2 separate regions of the Canis lupus genome follow, and region 1 is linked to region 2. Evidence: chromatin contacts called from public Hi-C data. All regions are on one chromosome and are shown on one strand. The core of a region is the stretch at or near the end of the contact, and the rest is flanking DNA. Distances in the headings are between cores, read along the strand shown.

Evidence for each region. A called contact is a pair of places that touch in the nucleus more often than the background predicts.
Region 1: a Hi-C map of blood shows a contact between it and region 2, with 5 times the contacts expected there. The contact joins the promoter of C9H9orf50 here to the promoter of TOR1B in region 2. A contact is called at or near these places in 4 of 9 Hi-C or Micro-C datasets (amygdala, blood and skin fibroblasts).

Annotation. Positions count from the first base shown.
Region 1 is chr9:54,260,002-54,265,416 of UU_Cfam_GSD_1.0, reverse strand. It overlaps C9H9orf50, which reads right to left and starts at 2,033. Exons shown (of 7, transcript XM_038549078.1): 1 at 1,342-2,033; 2 at 774-963; 3 at 556-669. The coding sequence starts at 1,849. NTMT1 (N-terminal Xaa-Pro-Lys N-methyltransferase 1) reads left to right here and starts at 5,050. Exons shown (of 4, transcript XM_038549093.1): 1 at 5,050-5,189.
Region 2 is chr9:54,121,200-54,126,413 of UU_Cfam_GSD_1.0, reverse strand. It overlaps TOR1B (torsin-1B), which reads left to right and starts at 2,124. Exons shown (of 5, transcript XM_038546059.1): 1 at 2,124-2,322; 2 at 2,903-3,168; 3 at 5,126-5,214. The coding sequence starts at 2,124.

The DNA of each region.
Region 1 (5,415 bases), core at 784-3,283, 140 kb before region 2:
AGATTATAGATGGACAGTACCCTGGATTTACAAGTGCATGGAAGGATTTGTAGGTGACTAATCACTGGATTCAGGGATGGATAGAACCGTAGAGTTTGTGGATAGAAAGATGACTGGCTAGATGGATGAATGGATGGATAGATGGATGGATGGGTGCGTGGGTGGAGAGAGATTCATGGATGCATTGTATAACACCTGGTTCGCAGAGAAGCTGTATGCAAAGATGGATAGGTGAATGGGAGCAGGAATATCTGAATGGATTCATGGATGGATTATGAATATGTTGGTAGAGGCCTGATGAATAAATGGGTGGATGGATTCATAGATGTTGATGGATAATCCTTGGATAGGTTGGGAGGAGACCTGCTCTGGGATAGATCTCTGGGTGGATGCATGGACGGATTATGGATTTGGCAGAAGACCTGATTCGTGGATGGACACATAGATGGATGTATAGGTGGACAGATAGGTAAATTCATGGGCAAAAGACAATAGGAAAGAAAAGAAGGAATGCTCCTTTTCCCCACCCCCTACCGCCAGGCTCCTGTAACTCACTGGTTGCCTTTCTTGAGGGTGAATTGTGAACGATCTTTCCTCAGGGTCCCCGCGGCAGGTATCTGATGGAGCAAAATCTTCTTAAGACTATCCTGGAAGTATGATGACTGGCCCCTTGAAGATAAACAAGCCACACCTGGCATGAGTGGTCAGGGTCCTCCCCACCTTCGGATCATTGTCAGCAACCCTGTCCCCATCAGCAGGTAATGGATACTTACCTCAGGTCTGGAAGGAAAGAACAGTGGGGACACTGGGGAGAATTGTGGCATTGCTCTGACACACTCCTTTTGGGTCGTGATGCTGAGGATGCTAGCCAGGAGGAGGTGGAGATAGCCATGAGCCTTTGCTTGGGGACGGTCCTTACGAGGCTCTCCCTAGTTATATGGCCTTGGGCCTCGGTTTCCTCAACTGTACAAAAGGGGCAATGGGGGACACCTGGGTAGCTCAGCGGTTGAGTGTCTGCCTTTGGCTCAGGGCGTGATCCCGGGATCCGGGATGGAGTCCCACATCGGGCTCCCTGCATGGAGCCTGCTTCTCCCTCTGCCTGTGTCTCTGTCTCTCTCTCATTGTCTCTCATGAATAAATAAATAAAATCTTAAAAAAAAAGGGGGGGGCAATGGGAGACCCGCCCTCCAGGGGTGGTCGGCAGGACTTCGGCGGGCGGACTCCGCTAGCAGTAGTAGCTCCATTCGCTCCGGAAATGACTCCGCCCCGCCCCCGCCCCCCGCCCCGCCCCGCCCCCGCCCCCGCCCCGCCCCCCCGGGGCCGACCCGGGCGGGGCCTCACCCGGCGGCGGCCCTGCGCGCTCTGCCCGCCGCTGGTGCAGGAACTCGCGGACCCTGCTGGGGAGGAGCTCTCCTAGGAGACCGCGCAGCGAATCCGGGGCCTCCCAGGCCGCGCCCCGCCAGGGATCCTCGCTCTCCCCCGGCCTGGCGCGCGGGGGCGCGGGTTCCCGGGGCGCCCTGGCCAGGAGCGGGGGCGGCAGCAGGAGTGACCTCAGCTTTGTCCGGTTCTGCGCCGCCCGCTGGGCCGCGGTGGGCAGGGCTGGCAGGCGCAGCGAGGGGCTCCTGACGCCCACGCCCATCTCCGGGTACGAGGACCCGCTCGGCCACCACCCGCCGCCGCCTACCCCCGAGGCCCTCCAGCTGTCGGGGACCCCCGCGCCCGAGACCTTGCGGAGCTGCGGCAGGGGCAGGCTGGGCAGCAGCGGGCCTCCCCTTCCGCGAGCGCCGTCGCCGGGGAGCCCCTTGAACGCCATCTGCTGGGCCCCGGGGTTGGGGAGACGCCTGGGCATTGTCTGGCCCTGCGCTCAGCTCAGGGCATTCTCACGCCAGAGGGGGGGGCGGGGGGTGCCGTGTGAAGTGGAGAGGAGGGCATAGGCCAGCCCCCAAGCCATAGTGCCCGGGGTGGGGAGGGACTTGTGGTTAGGGGGTAACGCCACTGTCTCTCTTCTGGCCGCCAGTGGCTTCAGGCCAGAGCTTGCCCAGCCTCTGTTTCCTCACCTGCAAAATGGTCACGTCAGAGTACATGCCTTTCTGAGTTGCTGTGACGTTTAGGTGAGTGAGCACGTGTAAATGGCATAGAATAGTGCCAGGCACTTTGTGCATGCTCAATTAAAGCTAGCTGCTACTATTGTTGTTATAATTACTTTAAAATTGTTATTTAGGATTTCGTCTCAGTTCCACTACTTATTAGCTTTGCAACCTTGGACAAGCCAATTGATTCACTTCTCTCATGCCTTTATCTGTAGAATGGGGATAACAGAGCACCTGCTCCTCTGTGACTAAGCACACTGGAGTGTTCAAGGTCTATTATGCTATCTATTAGCACTCCACCGGGAATTAGGAAACCTGGAACCAGGTTTGAAAGGAGACACCTGCCTAGCAGTTGCCCAGTCCTGCTGGGCCGTTAGGGCCCCTTGGGCGGAGAGCTTGTTGAGAGTACAGATGCCTCAGATTCTGATTCAATAGGTTTGGAGCCAAGATACATATTTTTTCTTTAAGATTTTATTTTTAAGTAATCTCTACCTCCAATGTGGGGCTCGAACTCACAACCCAGAGATCAAGAGTCACAAGCTCTACTGGCTGAGCCAGCCAGGCGCTCCAAGACACATATTTTTAACAAACTTGCCCTTTGGGAGACAGAGTCCTACACTTGCTCCCAGCTTTTGACACGGGGGGGGGGGGGGTGTCTTAGAGCCTGCTGCCTCCCTACCACACTCTCCTCCCAGATTGTTATCTCTGAGCTGGCTCCTGGTGTTACACTTACCTTAGTGGGGCTTCTAGTGGGTCCAGAGAAGGTCCCTTGAGTTTAGAGCCCCCTAATCGGTGGGCTGGTCCTTGGGAGATCCCATCTTCCCAGCCTGGTCTCTCTGCTGCACCCTCCCTGCTGCCTCAAGGGCCTGTTCAGGGTCATTGTGATCTGCCCCTCACCCAAGGCCATGTGAGGAACAGTGGGCTTTTGGGCCTGAAGACAGAAGGTGGGGCTTTGTGCTCAGGAAGCCAAGGCTATATTCACAAGGGAGTTGGTGGAACTCCTGACCAGGGCAGCCAGGCCCAAGCCAGGGGCAGAGGGCTCAGGGTTCCACTTCCCTCTCTGGATCTGGGAGGCCCAGGTGGGTCAAGTTTGAGCTGGGCAGCTCTGGAAGTACAATTTCAACCAGAATCCTGGGCAGTAAGAATATAGTAGGCCTGGAAATGAAGAGAACCAATTTCAGATCCAGGCTCTGCTTCTGTTTGCTGTGTAATGCTGGAAAGTCTGTCTGTTCTCAGGGCTCCATAGTAAAACAGACTGTTGGGCCCCATCTGTGACTCTTGACTAGGAAGGGCAGGGGAAAAGCTTATTCTGTGAAACATGAGTGGGGGAGGATTGTTTGGACCAGCAATTTCACTGGAATGATATCATTTTACAATTTTGTAAGTCAGCCTGGAGGAGGCATCATAGCTGATGTATTCCCATTTTCTGCAAATACTCAATGGGATGGAAGGGCATACCTCCTCAGGAAATTGGAATATTGAGTGGGGAAGGTGAACCTTTTTTATATTTATTCTAAGAGCACATGAGTTTTTAGAAAATGGATGAGGAGCACCTCACTAACTAGATGATTTCTAAAGAGCCCTCCAGCCCTTGGCATGCTGCAAACATTTCTTGACCAACTACTGTGTGCAAGGCTTGGGAATTCAGTGATGCAAGAGGCTTTGAGGTTGGAGCTGTCCAGATCTGGAAAGGCCTCAGAGACCAGGTGTAGGGAAGGGACTTTCTCATCCATTGACAGGAAAAAAAAAAAAAAAAAAAAGGTGGGGGTGGATTTTTAGGCACCCCTAAAAGAGCCGGGCTCAGAGCTGCCCCCAAAGGAAAATTATAGATGCACCTAGCATTTGAGATTGCTTAGGATTTATCCCCTTCTCTTTAACGTATGGAAAATGAAGCTTAGGACAGGGGCCCAGGTCAGGGAAACCAAGTCTGACCTGGAGTACTCTGGAGAGGATGCCATATAATATATACATAAACGGATTTGGAGGACTCCACAGCAGTCAGCAGCTCCCCCTCCCATAGCTTTCACTTCGTTAAACACTTTTTTAAAAAAGATTTTATTCATTTATTTGTGAGAGAGTGAATGTGTGTGAGAAAAAGCATGAACAGGGGGAAGGGGAAGAGGGAGAAGCAGACTCCCTACTAAGCAGGAAGCAGGAAGCCGGATGTGGGACTCAATCCTAGGACCCTGTTATGACCTGAGCAAAGGCAGACGGTTAACCAACTAAACCACCCAGGTGTGCGAGCAAACACACTTTTAAAGAACCTCCTGTGTGCAAAGCCCAGAGGAAGGCACTGTAAATCTAAGACCAGAGCATCAGTTTGGGAAAAATGAACTAATGATAAATACTATTTACTGAGAGCCCCCTGCAGGCACAGGGCTGAAGGTTGGACCTGGGCTATCCTACACATTGAACACTGGCAGAAGAGGAGACTGAGGCTTGGAGAGGTTCACAAGGCCTACCCACCTGCAAACTCACATTCCATCAAGGTTGTTTCAGGGACTCCTCCAAAATTTCTATATATGGGAGGAGCCTATGGGAGGGCAGGTTTTTTGGAATGGAAACTTCAAGAACTAGTTCTGTGTATTTGGGCTAACAGCCCCTTGGCACTGTCAGGGATATCTTCCTTTCTTTCTCTGTTCTTTCCTTCTTTCCTTCCTTCCTTTGATCTGTATGTTTTTATTTTTTATTTTTAAAAAAGATTTTATTTATTTATTCATGAGAGACACAGAGAGAGAGAGGCAGAGACATGGGCAGAGGGAGAAGCAGGCTCCATGCCGGGAGCCCGATGGGGGACTCAGTCCTGGGACTCCAGGATCACGCCCTGGGCCAAAGGCAAGCGCTAAACAGCGGAGCCACCCAGGGATCCCCATGCATATTTTTTTTAATGCAAATTATTACGGGTGCAATTTGGGTAATAAGGCACCTCCTCCCCCTCGCCCCGCCTCTTTTTACCCAGTGGAAACCTACAGAACGTTCGCTTTCAAAAGTCCAGCCTTCAGCCTCTAACCGCACTGGTGCGCGTGCTGGAGGCAGGAGAGGCGCGGCGCGGAGGCTCCAGGCCCGAGAGGTCCTGCACGGACCCAGAAGTCAACTGAGGTCAGCAGCCCGCGGGGCGGGGCGAACCGGCCGCGGGGCGGGGCTAGCGGCGGCCCCGCCCCGGGCTCCCGGAAGTGACGTGTGGGGACAAAGGCAGCGCGCGCCGCGAGGTGTCGCGTTTGTCCGCGGTCTGTCGGAGCTGGTGGTGGGCTTGTGGGGTCTTCGCCGCCGCCGCCGCCGCCGTCTTCCGCATCCTCTTTCCCGTCCTCTTCTCCCGGGTCCCGGG
Region 2 (5,214 bases), core at 875-3,374:
GCTCTGGATAGGTTTTGGACGTGAGGTCAGCAACCTGCTGATGGATTAGAAGTGGGGGCTGGGGGAGAAAAGAATCCAGGACAAGTGCTAGCTTTGGGTCTAAGCAACTGCTGGAAATGAGTCCACTTCCTGAGATAAGGACCATGGGGGGAGGGACATGTTTGCAGAAAACAATTAAGGCTTCTGTTTGACTCTATGGGTGCTGACATGTCTGGGGAATAGCCAAATGGAGATATCCAGTGTGCAGCCAGATGCAGGGTCTTGAGGGAGAAAGTTGGGGCCTTTCACCCAGGGAGAGAGGAGGGAGAAAGAAGGGGTCTAGCAGAGAGCCTCAGGGCAGGCTAGGATTGTAGAGTGGGGAGACAGGGAAGATGTGGCAACAAAGAGGCTGATGGTGGAAAGGAAGGAGGCCATCTGGCCAGAGAACCAAGCTCTGGATCCATACATAAGTCCTTTCTTAGCCACTGCTAATCCAGAAGGGAGGCACCAACTACATAAATTCAATGCAGAGCTAACATGAAGGATGAAGAGCCAATGACTACCAAGCAGGGTATGCTTTCCAGAAGGGGTTGTCACATGTTTTTTGCTCACACATACTCCTGTGCATTTTTAGACTGACATTGAAAATTTTCATCATAACTTTAAATGGTTACAGAAGACCCGATTTCCTGTCTATTGTATCAACATCTTAAGATGATACTGTTACTTTGCTCTTCTAGTGTAATTCAATGGAATCTAACCCCACAGCAATGTTACTCCATTGTTCAGGTCTACACTGAGACATGGAGGGGAGCCTTCCCCAGGCTGCAGACCGGGTGAGGTGCCTCCTCTGTGCATCCTACATCACAGCACAGACCACACTGGATGTAACCCATCTGCTGCTCGTCTGGCTTCCTCACTGCAGACCGAGAGCTCTGTGGAGACAGGTCTCTGTCTGCCCTGCTCCTGCTGTATCCCCAGCATATGGCATTCTGACACAGAGCTGGTGTTCATTAAACGTCTGTTGAAAGGTTAGCTGATGGGTAAACTCAGCTAATTTCAGCAAAGCCTGGGCCAGCTTCCTTACTGAACAAAACAGCCAGAGGGATCTCTGTGTGAGACGCCGCTCCCTGTGCGAAACCTTCTGTGGCTCCCTATGGTCCCCAGAACAGGGGGCGGACTCCTTACAGCACTTGCAGCCTTCCCATTCCAGTATCTGCTGGCTCCGCATCCTCATTCTCATCAGCCTCATGCACGTGAAATACTTCCCCCAATTGCACTTTTCCTTCTTTCTTCTTCTTCTGTAAGATTTTTGTTTATTTGACAGACAGAGAGAACACAAGCAGGGGGAGCAGCAGGCAGAGGGAGAGGGAGAAGCGGGCTCCCCGCTGAGCAGGGCCTCCCCGGGATCAAGACCTGAGTGGAAGGCAGACTTCACCCACTGAGCCGCCCAGGCGCCCCTTGCACTTTCTGTTCTGTGTAGACGGCCCACTCCTCACTTCTTGACCGACTCCTTGGATCCCCAGTGTAGACGGAAGCCTTCCTTCGCTGCTCCACGGCCCCGGGGCTCCAGCCGGCCAGGGCCCACCCCCCTCCTTCACCGCCGCGTCCCCCTGTCCCCCGGGCACCGGCTGGGGCGGGCCTCGCAGCAGGAGCAATGGCACAGCGGGCTTGGGCCGGACTGTGCGCCGGGGACCGCAGTCGTGGTGCCTCCCGGGGTGGGGTGGGCCCAGGTGCCCAGGGCGCAGGGCAGCTGTCTCAAGGAGGCAGGCAGGTGGGCATTCGTGGAGAGGGTCACTACGGTCCAGGGGAAGGGCTGGCAAAGGCGGGCGTGGGGCGCGGAGAAGGCAGGGCGCAGAGCGGTGAGAACAGGGCGGGGCCGGGGCCGGGGGGCGGGGCCGGGGCCAGGGGCGGGGCCGGGGCCAGGGGGCGGGGCCGGGCTCACGACAGCCGAGGCCCTGGACCGCGCTCGCGCCACGCACAAAGATGGCGGCGCACAGCCCCGCCCCCGCTCCGCCCCCAGGCCGCGGCCGCGCCGAGGGGTGGGTGGGCCTGCGGGGCGGAAGTGCCGGGGCCGGAAGTCCGGCCGGCGCCTCGGTGAGCGGGCGGCGCGGCGCTGAGGCTGGCGGGCTGCGAGCGGGGCGATGCGGCGGGCGGCGCGGCCCGGACGTGCGGCGGCGGTGGGGCTGCTGCTGGCGGCCCGCGCGGTGGCGGGGCTGGAGCCCATCAGCGTGGGCATCGCCATCGCGGCCGCGTCGGCGCTCACCGGCTACCTGTCCTACACGGACCTGTTCTGCCGCTTCGCCGAGTGCTGCCTCGAGGAGCAGCGGCTCAACGCGTCGGGTAGGGCGGGTCGGCCCGCGAGGGGCGCGGCGCTCCCCCGGAGCTCGGGCGGGCGGGAGGACGGACGGGGCCTCGGTCCGGACTGCAGCCCTGGAAGCCGTGCCCTCTGAGATCCATGCTCCCGGTCGTGGGGCTCCGCCCAGCCTCCTTCCTGCAGGCCTCGGATTCCCTGCGAGTACAGTAAGAAGAAGCTGAGAGCAGCGTGCCCAGCTCTCTGCACCGTGGCAGTCCTATTAAGTAGTTTTCAGACGTGCAGCGGCTGCCCAGAAAGCCCACACGTGGCCCTTGGTTTTCTTACAAGCCAGCAGGGGTGTCTGGGGAATAGCATGCAGGTCACTCAAGAGAGGGCTCATCCCTGGATGAATGAACACGTTTAGCTTCCTTATCAGACACTGGAGTATTAAGGAGGACATCCGTGGAAGTGGCATCTGCCTCCGGGCCAGCCCTGGGGTTTGGCAGGCACCCTGCTGAACTGCTTACTAATATGTGCCTTTCGCTTTGGCCAGCTGGGGAAAGTGCTGCTTTTCTGGTGCCTGTTTAATGTGTGTTTTTCTCTCTGTTCTCCGGCTGGCTCCTGCAGCCCTCAAGCTGGAATTAGAGGAGAAGCTCTTTGGGCAGCATCTGGCCACAGAGGTGATTCTCAAGGCGCTGACTGGCTTCAAGAACAACAAAAATCCCAAGAAACCGCTGACTCTTTCCTTACATGGCTGGGCTGGCACGGGCAAGAATTTTGTCAGCCAAATTGTGGCTGAAAATCTTCACTCAAAAGGCCTGAAGAGTAACTTTGTCCACTTGTTTGTCTCGACTCTGCACTTCCCTCACGAGCAACAGATAAAACTGTACCAGGCAAGAGAATCGTGTTATCCTATCCACAGGCCGCTTGGACTGGTCTGGGCCACCTGCTCACTAACTCCGGCCTCTGCTGCTTCTTTTTGCACTGCAGTAGTCCCAGGCCCCATTGAGTTAAGGCACACTTGCCCCCAGTAACCTTTTGCTATTTGCAGAGCTCTCCCACGACTTTTTTTTTTTTTTCCATTTGATTACAAAATAATACAGTGGGACAGGTATTGCTATTTGCAGAGCTCTCCCACGACTTTTTTTTTTTTTTCCATTTGATTACAAAATAATACAGTGGGACAGGTGAATTTATTTCCATTAAAAGATTGAGCCAAGAGAGGCGAGGGCACTTGCTCCTTATCCCTCTGGCCTTGTGGGAAATCAGAAACTTGGGCCCAGCTCACCAACTCTGGGTTTGCAGAGTAACCACGTTCTACAATGAATGAACGTGTTCAGATTTCTTGTCCCAGCCCTTGATGAAGGAAGGGGAGCAGTCTTTTTTTTTTATTTTATTTTTTTAAAGGTTTTATTTTATTTTATTTTATTTTTATTTATGATAGTCACAGAGAGAGAGAGAGAGAGGCAGAGACACAGGCAGAGGGAGAAGCAGGCTCCATGCACCGGGAGCCTGACGTGGGATTCGATCCCGGGTCTCCAGGATCGCGCCCTGGGCCAAAGGCAGGCGCCAAACCGCTGCGCCACCCAGGGATCCCTTTTTTTTTTTTTTTTTAAAGATTTTATTTATTCATGAGAGACATAGATTGAGGCAGAGACATAGGCAGAGGGAGAAGCAGGCTCCCTGTGGGGAACCTGATGTGAGACTCAATCCCAGGACTCCGGGATCACAACCTGAGCCAACGGGAGACGCTCAACCACTGAGCCACCCAGGTGCCCCTGACATGGAGCAGTCTTAAATGATTTGTTCTGACATGGCTTCATGAAAGCCTCCCACCTATGATGCAGTGTCTGTAGTTAACACTCTGCATTTAGCACTGTAGACTAGAGGATTTTTTTTTCCCTCAGTAGCTGTTATTTCCTTTGTTCTTCCCATCCAAATCCTTGGTGTTGCTTTCTTTCTTTTTTCTTTTTTTTTTTTTTTGCTTTCTTTTGTCAAATGAAAGCCTCGCAGAATTGACCCTTTATGATCATTCTTCCTTTTGAGATATTATTTCTACATTTAATTTCTATTAAGTTGTCTAGTAGGGTTCTTGTTTCAGTGGCCTTCGTTCTTATAAAGGTTAATAGCCCCAGTGTTAGGTGGGGACCTAGATAAGAAACAAACTGAACTGAACAAGGAAATGACAGTGGCTATTTGCCACACAAACTGAGCTGGGAAATTGCTGAAAAGAAATAATTTTGGTTTCCTGAATTCTTTCATGAATCTCTAGGAAAACAGTAAATAGATGAGGGTGCCTCTGGAGCCTTTCATGTGTTGGGGTGTAGGGCTTGTTGCTTGGATATCTTTGTCTCAGGAAAGCATAGGAACAAATGCTTTCCATGGAATGCCAGCTCAGTTTGTTCCCTGCATCGGTATAGGCACAGCTTGAGGGCACTGCAAGCCTGAGTCCAGCTTCTTATTCCTCAGTCTGTCTGCTAAAATGAACTTGAGATTTCAGGCCACAGTGAGCTAAAATTATGGGCTGGTTAACAGTGAACTGATGAATATCCATGCTTCTTGCTCTTACACCTTTAAAAAGTAACATTTAGCAAACCATTTGAGTTAGGGTGGGGAAAAAAAACAACTTTGCATTTTAGCACCTATCTGCCAGTTTCCACTTTTTATAGATAAAGTTCCGGAAAAGCTGTTACCCAGTGAATGGACGTTAGGGGGCATTTTCCAAGCTCTTACTGAAATCCCAGAGAGCTCGAATTTGTCATCTCGCAGAGCATGAGGAACCGTGCTGTGCTTCTCCCCTAGCCACAGCCTTTGAGCCTCTGCATCCTCTTTCTTTTATGGTTGGTCTAGGACCAGTTACAAGCATGGATTCGGGGTAACGTGAGCGCATGTGCGAGCTCTGTGTTCATATTTGATGAGATGGACAAACTGCACCCTGG